Linked DNA regions of Canis lupus: region 1 is linked to region 2. A link is a contact called in public Hi-C data. All regions are on one chromosome and are shown on one strand. Each heading gives the region's core, a stretch centred on a gene start, on an enhancer-like site or on the middle of the called end of the contact. The rest is flanking DNA. Distances are from core to core; before and after follow the strand shown. Region 1 overlaps PITPNC1 (cytoplasmic phosphatidylinositol transfer protein 1). Region 2 holds the start of PITPNC1 (cytoplasmic phosphatidylinositol transfer protein 1).

Region 1 (3,486 bases), core at 536-3,035, 47 kb before region 2:
GCCAGGAGGTGGTGTCCCAGGTGGAGCTCAAGAGCCAAGCAGGGGTATTTTCGGTTAAAGAGTTTGGAAGCAGAGGCAAAACTCAGGAAGGGGCAATGGTGCAGACTTGCAGAGGCCAGGTGAGTAAGGAACAGGGTCAGGTGGGGGCAGATGCCCTGGGGAGGTGAGTGGGGGCCAGGAGGTGATAGGGCTTGAAGTCAAGCCAAGGGCGTTGGATTTCACCTCTTCGGCAATCAGGAGCCTACATGCAAGTGACGTAATCACCGTTGGTCTATTAGGAAGGTAACTGGCAGCTGTGTACATGACAGCGGGGGTGGGCTCTCCAAACCGACCAGCGCCAGGATTAGGATGAACCAGGGAGGTACAAAATCCAGGGGGTGCCAGAAAGCTCAGCAATCCAGACAAGTCTTACTTTAACGCAGTCTTTTTCTAAGATCAAAGTTAATGCAAGAATTAACTTTACACAATTAAAAAAAAATCCAAACTGTAAATAAAGGCAGGCTGTTGCTGTTTGTTTTACAACCCGGCTTAGGCTTATTATGCAACTGGCCGTGAAAACCTCCCCCCACCTCCCCATCCTCCACCCCCACTCCACTGGGTGAGTCTAAGAGGGCTGACAATGATACGGGAACAGATTGAACAACATGAGGCTTTATATATATTGGTGGGTTGTTTTTTTTTTTAATATTGTAGAGCTTTTATTAACTTTTCCCACTTGGTTCGCAATATGGGAGGATATTTTGATAAGTGCACAGAGGGACACACAGCTTTCTTTGCCTGGGGCTCCAATATGGCTCAGCAGGGCTCTCAATAGACCGGGCAGTAAATGAGGAGGGACTGCCCTAAAAAGCAAGAGCAAATGCCCAGAGGGTGAAAGAGGAGAGGCCAGATTCAAGCAACATTTCTAGGGCAGAAATGAGAGAGGTGGAAATGCAGGAGAAGTGTGAGCCTAGGACTCAGCTCAAGCAGGGTGTATTCCACTCAACTACATCCTGCGTGCTTCAAGGGCAAATATCCCATTTGCTTGTCTTTTGTATCATTCTGCACCCAACTCAGTAAGTTCCTGTTAACTAATTCAGCGGAAAAGAAGAGCTTAAATCCAAAGCACACACGACGGAAACCAGAAAATGTGTAGTTCTTACTCCGTGCTGCCTCCCTCAATGAAGCGCAGGGCACACTCATGAATATTCAAGACACAGACACCCATTAATGATGACTAAGACCCCCAAAGTCTAGTAAGTTACTTGAGTGACACTCTGCTGTCATCCTCCCATCTCATTTTGCATCCTCAGGACTAAGGAGGAGAATAAGGTACGGGCTCAGCTTAGGGAGCCCAGAGCTACAACCAGATTTGGAGAAAGGCTGACAAAAGTGTTGTCCCCAGCCCCCTTGTACAACAGGAGAGATGACTGAGTGGCCTGACAGTCGCCCAGAGCAAATATTAACTGCGTTCCCACCACATCCTCCTTCCGAGTCCCACTCTGCTCAGGTTGGCTGCAGCCTTCCGTGGTAAGAACGCATTTGCTCCATCTCCGTGGAGGGAACCAAAGGGCAGCTCAGGACTGGGGATGGTTCAAGGGACAGTTAAGAGTGAGGTGTCACCCAGATGAGTCACCAGGTGCGGAAATCCGCTGGAGACTGACGATGACCAGGAAGACCTTCATCAGTGAAAGCCACTATGTAACCCAATGTCTAGATGGCTTCGGGAGGCTCAGTGGGATGACAGAGATGACAAGTTGGGGCCCGAGGCGAGGCTCAGGCCAGAAGCTATGACTAAACAGGAAATCGGTTACTTGGCAGTTGAGCGGATGTAGGAGTGTTCAAAGCACAGGCACGGGGCTACACTCGGATACAAACTACGATGTGAAAACAAAGCTGCCTTAACCCTGCCAGCTGTGTGAGAGACTTGCCTGCTTAGGTTGGTACCTGCTTGGGTCTCCTGGAGAACCTAATTCTTGGTGAATAACAATGAATGGCTTAAAGCCACCGTTTACTGGGAGTCTACTCTGCACCCAGTGCTTCACCCACCCTGATTCTTAAACCACTCAAAAGCCCTGCAACAGAAAGTGCTATTTTCGGTTTTACAAAAAGGAGCTCAGAGAGGTTAAGTCATTTGCTTGAGGTCACAGAGCAGGTCCTGAAGGCGCTGGAGTTCAAACCCAGAGCAAAGCCAGGCTTAGAGGAATGAGGAACTTTTCCTTTCAATCTCTCGATGACCTCACTTTTGGTTGGAGGGAGGTTATGAGGTCGGTTTGCCAGTGCAGAGTGAGATCCTGTCTTCAACATTTTCATATTTTGTCTACCATGGAGTATTTGCACTCATTCTGATTTTTTTAAGCATCTCGTATTCAAATATTATTTATGAATTTTTTGCACCCAAGAGGCATGTCTCACTGGCCTCACCCACAGTTGGGCTCTGCTCCAGGCTGCCAGTGACCTGCGATCACCTGAATGAAGCCTGTGTTCTCATTTCTGTTTTTCCACTTTCCTCCTGTCTCGCAAGTTTTCTATACTGCCTACTGGGAAAGAGGTATTTGTTTTTGTTTTTTTTATTTGTTGGTTTGTTTCTTTTGTTTGTTGCTGTCATTGTTCATTTTGTCTTTTCCTTTATCCTCCTTCTTTATTCATCGAAGGCCAGGATACTTAAAAGCAAGAAATTGGCAAAAGGTGATAAATTGAAAATTTGGGCTGCAAAACTTTCTCAAAGTCCATGAATATACCCAAACACACTTAAAAAGGAAGTGTCTAAGAGTCATGTGTTGCCCCCTGCCCAAGGCTGGAGAATACATTTATTTTTATAATAAGAAATGAGCTTCCGTAAAGATCAGATCTTCACACATCTGCTTGACAAAATTATCTCTGAGCCCCATTACTAGACACAAAATTAAACAAATACTCTGAGCTGAGGCTGTGGGTTGTCACTGGTGGCTGCAGGGAGAAAAGTCATCCTTTTTATTTCTAAACTTTTGTTTCTACAAATGTGGTACTGTTATGACATACTCCAGGATGAGGAGGGGAACAGCCACGCCAACAGCAAACACAGCTGTTTTGATTCGTATTCTGTGGGTTGTGGTTTTTTGTTTTGTTTTGTTTTGTTTTATTAACTAAATACAGTGTTTGGTTTAAAAAAAAAAATCACCATCAGGACGCTCATCGGTGACACAGGAGAGAAACTGACACAGAAATTGACTCCATCCAGGTACACATACCTAACCAGGTTTGCCATTTCAGCCCAGATTTCAATAAAAGAAGTATTCATTTAGCGCCTACTGTGTGTCCAGACACAGCCAGGAATTCGAATCACCAAGACTAAAGGCCAGGTTTCCAGGGCATCACCATTTGGACTTGTGTTTTACAGGAGAGTGTAGTCCACTAGTTTAATGAAAAATTTTTTTAAAAGTCTGAACTTGGCCCATATACATTTTCTATAAGACAAGCCAAGAGAGGGCACCTGGGTGGCTCTGTTAGTTAAGCATCTGCCTTCAG
Region 2 (3,066 bases), core at 414-2,913:
GCTCAGCTGCCCAGGGTGGGAAGATCTCAATCTTTTCTAGAACTACTCTGGTTAACCAGGTTCACTCATCTGCCTCCCCCACTTCCCACACAGCTGTGTGCTGCTCCTCCACTTGATCGACACGGTCGAGATGCATCCCCCAAAACTGCCTATCCACCCGGATTCATTCCATCCTTCCAGACTCTGCTCCAACGTTATCTCCTCAAATGCCAACAGGCAGCATCGCCAGCCAGGTGGATCATTCTGGTGGGGGCCTGACCTCTCTCTTTGACAACCAGTGTCCCGGGGATGTATAGTTTTGTCAACTCGCAGCTACTTGTATCTTGCCTTGGATTGTACTATGGGTCCTGCCTCAACACTTGCTCCAGATGACAGATTAAGACGGGCCCCTCGGGAGCGCAGTCCCTTTATCTGTTAAATACCTGCTTCTTGCCCAAAGCGCCTCGCCCCTTCCACAAGCCAGAGGCTCACTAATATACCTGATAGATTAGATGCTCTGTATTTAAATAGACACACGGTTTGGCTCGCAGTCTCTTTGGTGGGGCACACTAACCCACACTAGTGAGTCTCAAATTTCCCCGATTGGCTTCACGCTTCCTTGACGTCCCTGGACGGGCGCTAAGCAATTGTGAAAACACCAAAAAGGTAGGGGTGGGGGGGATGCTGGGGCCTGAATATTCCTCACTGAGTCATTTCCTGAATGATGGAGCCTGAAGCTTCGGGAGATCTGGAGAATGGAGCTGGAGCAGCGGTGGGAGGACCAGCGCCCCGGCCCCCGGCCCCCGCCCCCCGCCCGGCAGCCGCAGCCGCAGCCGCAGCCCCCGGAGCGGAGCCCCGGGCCGGCACCCACGTGCTGGGGCGCCCCCGTGTGGCCGCGCCCGCGTCCCCGCCGCTCCCGGCTCGCCCGCAGACCACGCTCCCCGCCGCTGGAGAAACAACAGACGCAGAAAGTTTCCGAGCCAGGCGGTTTGCGGAAAGGTCGAAGCCAGGTCTGGGAGCCTCGATGCGCGGGCGTGGCGGGAGCGGCGCCCAGGCCGGCGGCGACGGCGAGAAGTCCGGGCCGGGGAGGGCTGCCCTAGGGCTCCGAGGTGCCCCCCAGCGGGACTCCGGGCCTGGCGATCCCGAGGGCAAAGGCTTCTCCCCTACCCAACCCAGACCTTGCAGCGAAGGGCGGGAGGGGAGCCGGGGCCCACGCCAGGACCGGGTGCCGCTCCCCACACACACCCCACCCCAAGCCGGCAGGACGCGCTTGGGGCGCTTGGCTTTGCTCTGTTCATTTTCTTAATTGGAGGAGGGGGGGGCGCACCGATTCCCTTTGGCTCTGGGTGCCCCCCCAAGACTCCACCTAGAGTCCACCGCCCCACCCAACGCCGCCCTCCCCCGCTGGGGTGACAAGTGGAGACAGCAACTCCCCCCCTCCAGCCTTCCACTCGGGAGGTAGTGCTCCCGCAGGGCTTCCCCGCCGCCCGCGGAGGCTCCGCCGACCAGAGGCTGCGGCGGGGTCCTCGGCGCCCCGGGGCGGGGGGGGGGGGGGGGCGAGGCCGGGCCCGGCGCGGCGGCGCTTACCTCGTCCACGGTGAGCGGCATGCAGATCCGGTACTCCTTCAGCAGCATGGTCCTGCCGGCCGCGGGCCCCCGGCGCGGGCGCGGGGGCGGGGGCGGGGGCGGGGGGCGCCCCCGAAGGGCGAGGCTGCCGCCCAGGCGCGGGGCAGGGCGCCCGGAGCCCTGCGCTCGGAGCCGGCGGGCGGAGCAGCCCCGGCGGCGCGCTCAGCTCCTGGCTTCCTCCTCTCCGCCCGCGAGCATGTCAAGGTTCGGGTCTGGGCGTCCGGGGCTCCCCGCCTCCTGCCTCGCCGGGGCCGGTCCTCCCGGACGCGCTGTTGCAAAGTCAGGGAGGGACCGCGGAGGGCGGGAGGGGGACCCGCTGGAAACCGCTCGGATCGGCGGCCCCGGGCGGGAGGAGCGGCCGCCGGATCAGGACATGCCCGGTGGCGGGCAAGGGAGGAAAAGAGAGAGCTTTCCGAAAATTAAGACGAAATGCACAAAAAGTCCCCCGCCTCGGGCCGCCTGAACCTGGCGACCCCCGCTCCGGCGGGTCTGCCCGAAGGCGAATGTCACCAGGAGCCCATTGCAGCCGGAGCCGGAGATGCTGACTTTCCAGACAAAGGCTCGGCCGGCTCTTCTCCCCGGGCGGTAAACAAGATTTCCTGCTCTTTTTAGGGCCCGTCCGCGAGGCGCGCCGGGGCTCGCGGCGGGAGGAAAGGGAAGCCGCGGCCGCTCGGCTGCGCCGGGCTTGGGCCGCGGGTTGCTCCGAGCGGGGCTCGCGGCGGCCGGGGCGGGCGGGAGGAGGCGGCGCCTTCCGCGCACGGCCCTCCCTCCCCCGAGTGCCCGGGCTCGGCGAGCGCCGTGCGTGCCCGCGAGTTTGCAGCCGCCGCGCCGGGCCCGGGAGTCCGCGCCGAGCTGCAGTGTGCCTCGGGCCGGGGAGGTGGGTGCGGGAGGAGCGAGCGCCAGCCGGGCTGACATCAGCAGCGGCCGCGGCGGGGAGGGTAGCCCCATCCGGCCAATGGGGAAATGGCAAAGAATGTGGAGGATTTAAACAAAACAGCATGTCTCTCCCCGGCTCCTGCCAGACGGCGGGGCTGTCCCGGAGCTGAGCCTGGGGGCCGCCGGGGAGGACCGAGCGAGGGGGCCGGGGGGCGGCGGGGGCGGCGGGGGCGGCGGGGGAGGGGGGCCCGCTTCCCTGCCCGCCTGGACCCTTTGGGTCTGTTTCTCAGATGTGCCCCGCCCGGCCCCTCTGGGTGGCTTCTGGCTTCCAGGTACCGAAAGAAGCGTGTCTTGACCTTTGCAGAAGGTCTTGTTACAAACGCCCCCTCTGGTCCAGGGTTGCAAGCCCAGCGCTGGAGAGGCGACGGGCTGTGGGAGCACGAGCCCCCAGCCTTGCCTGCTTTCCTGGCTGGCTTCAGAGATGGAATCCTGGACGACTGGCAAGTGCAAAAGCGAGGAAGAAAATGAAGTACAGAGAGCACAGGAAAACAGAGGGAGCGAGAAGCGGACACAGCCTTGTACCTC

Evidence for each region. Hi-C and Micro-C count contacts between places; a contact is called where the count stands out from the background.
Region 1: a contact with region 2 is called in a Hi-C map of blood, with 4 times the contacts expected there. The contact joins the enhancer-like site here to the promoter of PITPNC1 in region 2. A contact is called at or near these places in 4 of 9 Hi-C or Micro-C datasets (amygdala, blood and liver).

The regions. Positions count from the first base shown.
Region 1 is chr9:13,849,955-13,853,440 of UU_Cfam_GSD_1.0, reverse strand. The region is part of intron 1 of PITPNC1 (cytoplasmic phosphatidylinositol transfer protein 1); the gene reads right to left. Among named protein-coding and RNA genes, the nearest start is that of PITPNC1, 47 kb to the right of the region's middle. Within about 2 kb of position 1,785, at least 4 of the 20 cell types and tissues checked have an H3K27ac peak or open chromatin away from gene starts, as enhancers often do. A contact at or near this core is called in blood, where this site is marked.
Region 2 is chr9:13,803,308-13,806,373 of UU_Cfam_GSD_1.0, reverse strand. It overlaps PITPNC1 (cytoplasmic phosphatidylinositol transfer protein 1), which reads right to left and starts at 1,663. Exons shown (of 9, transcript XM_038546821.1): 1 at 1,567-1,663. The coding sequence starts at 1,614.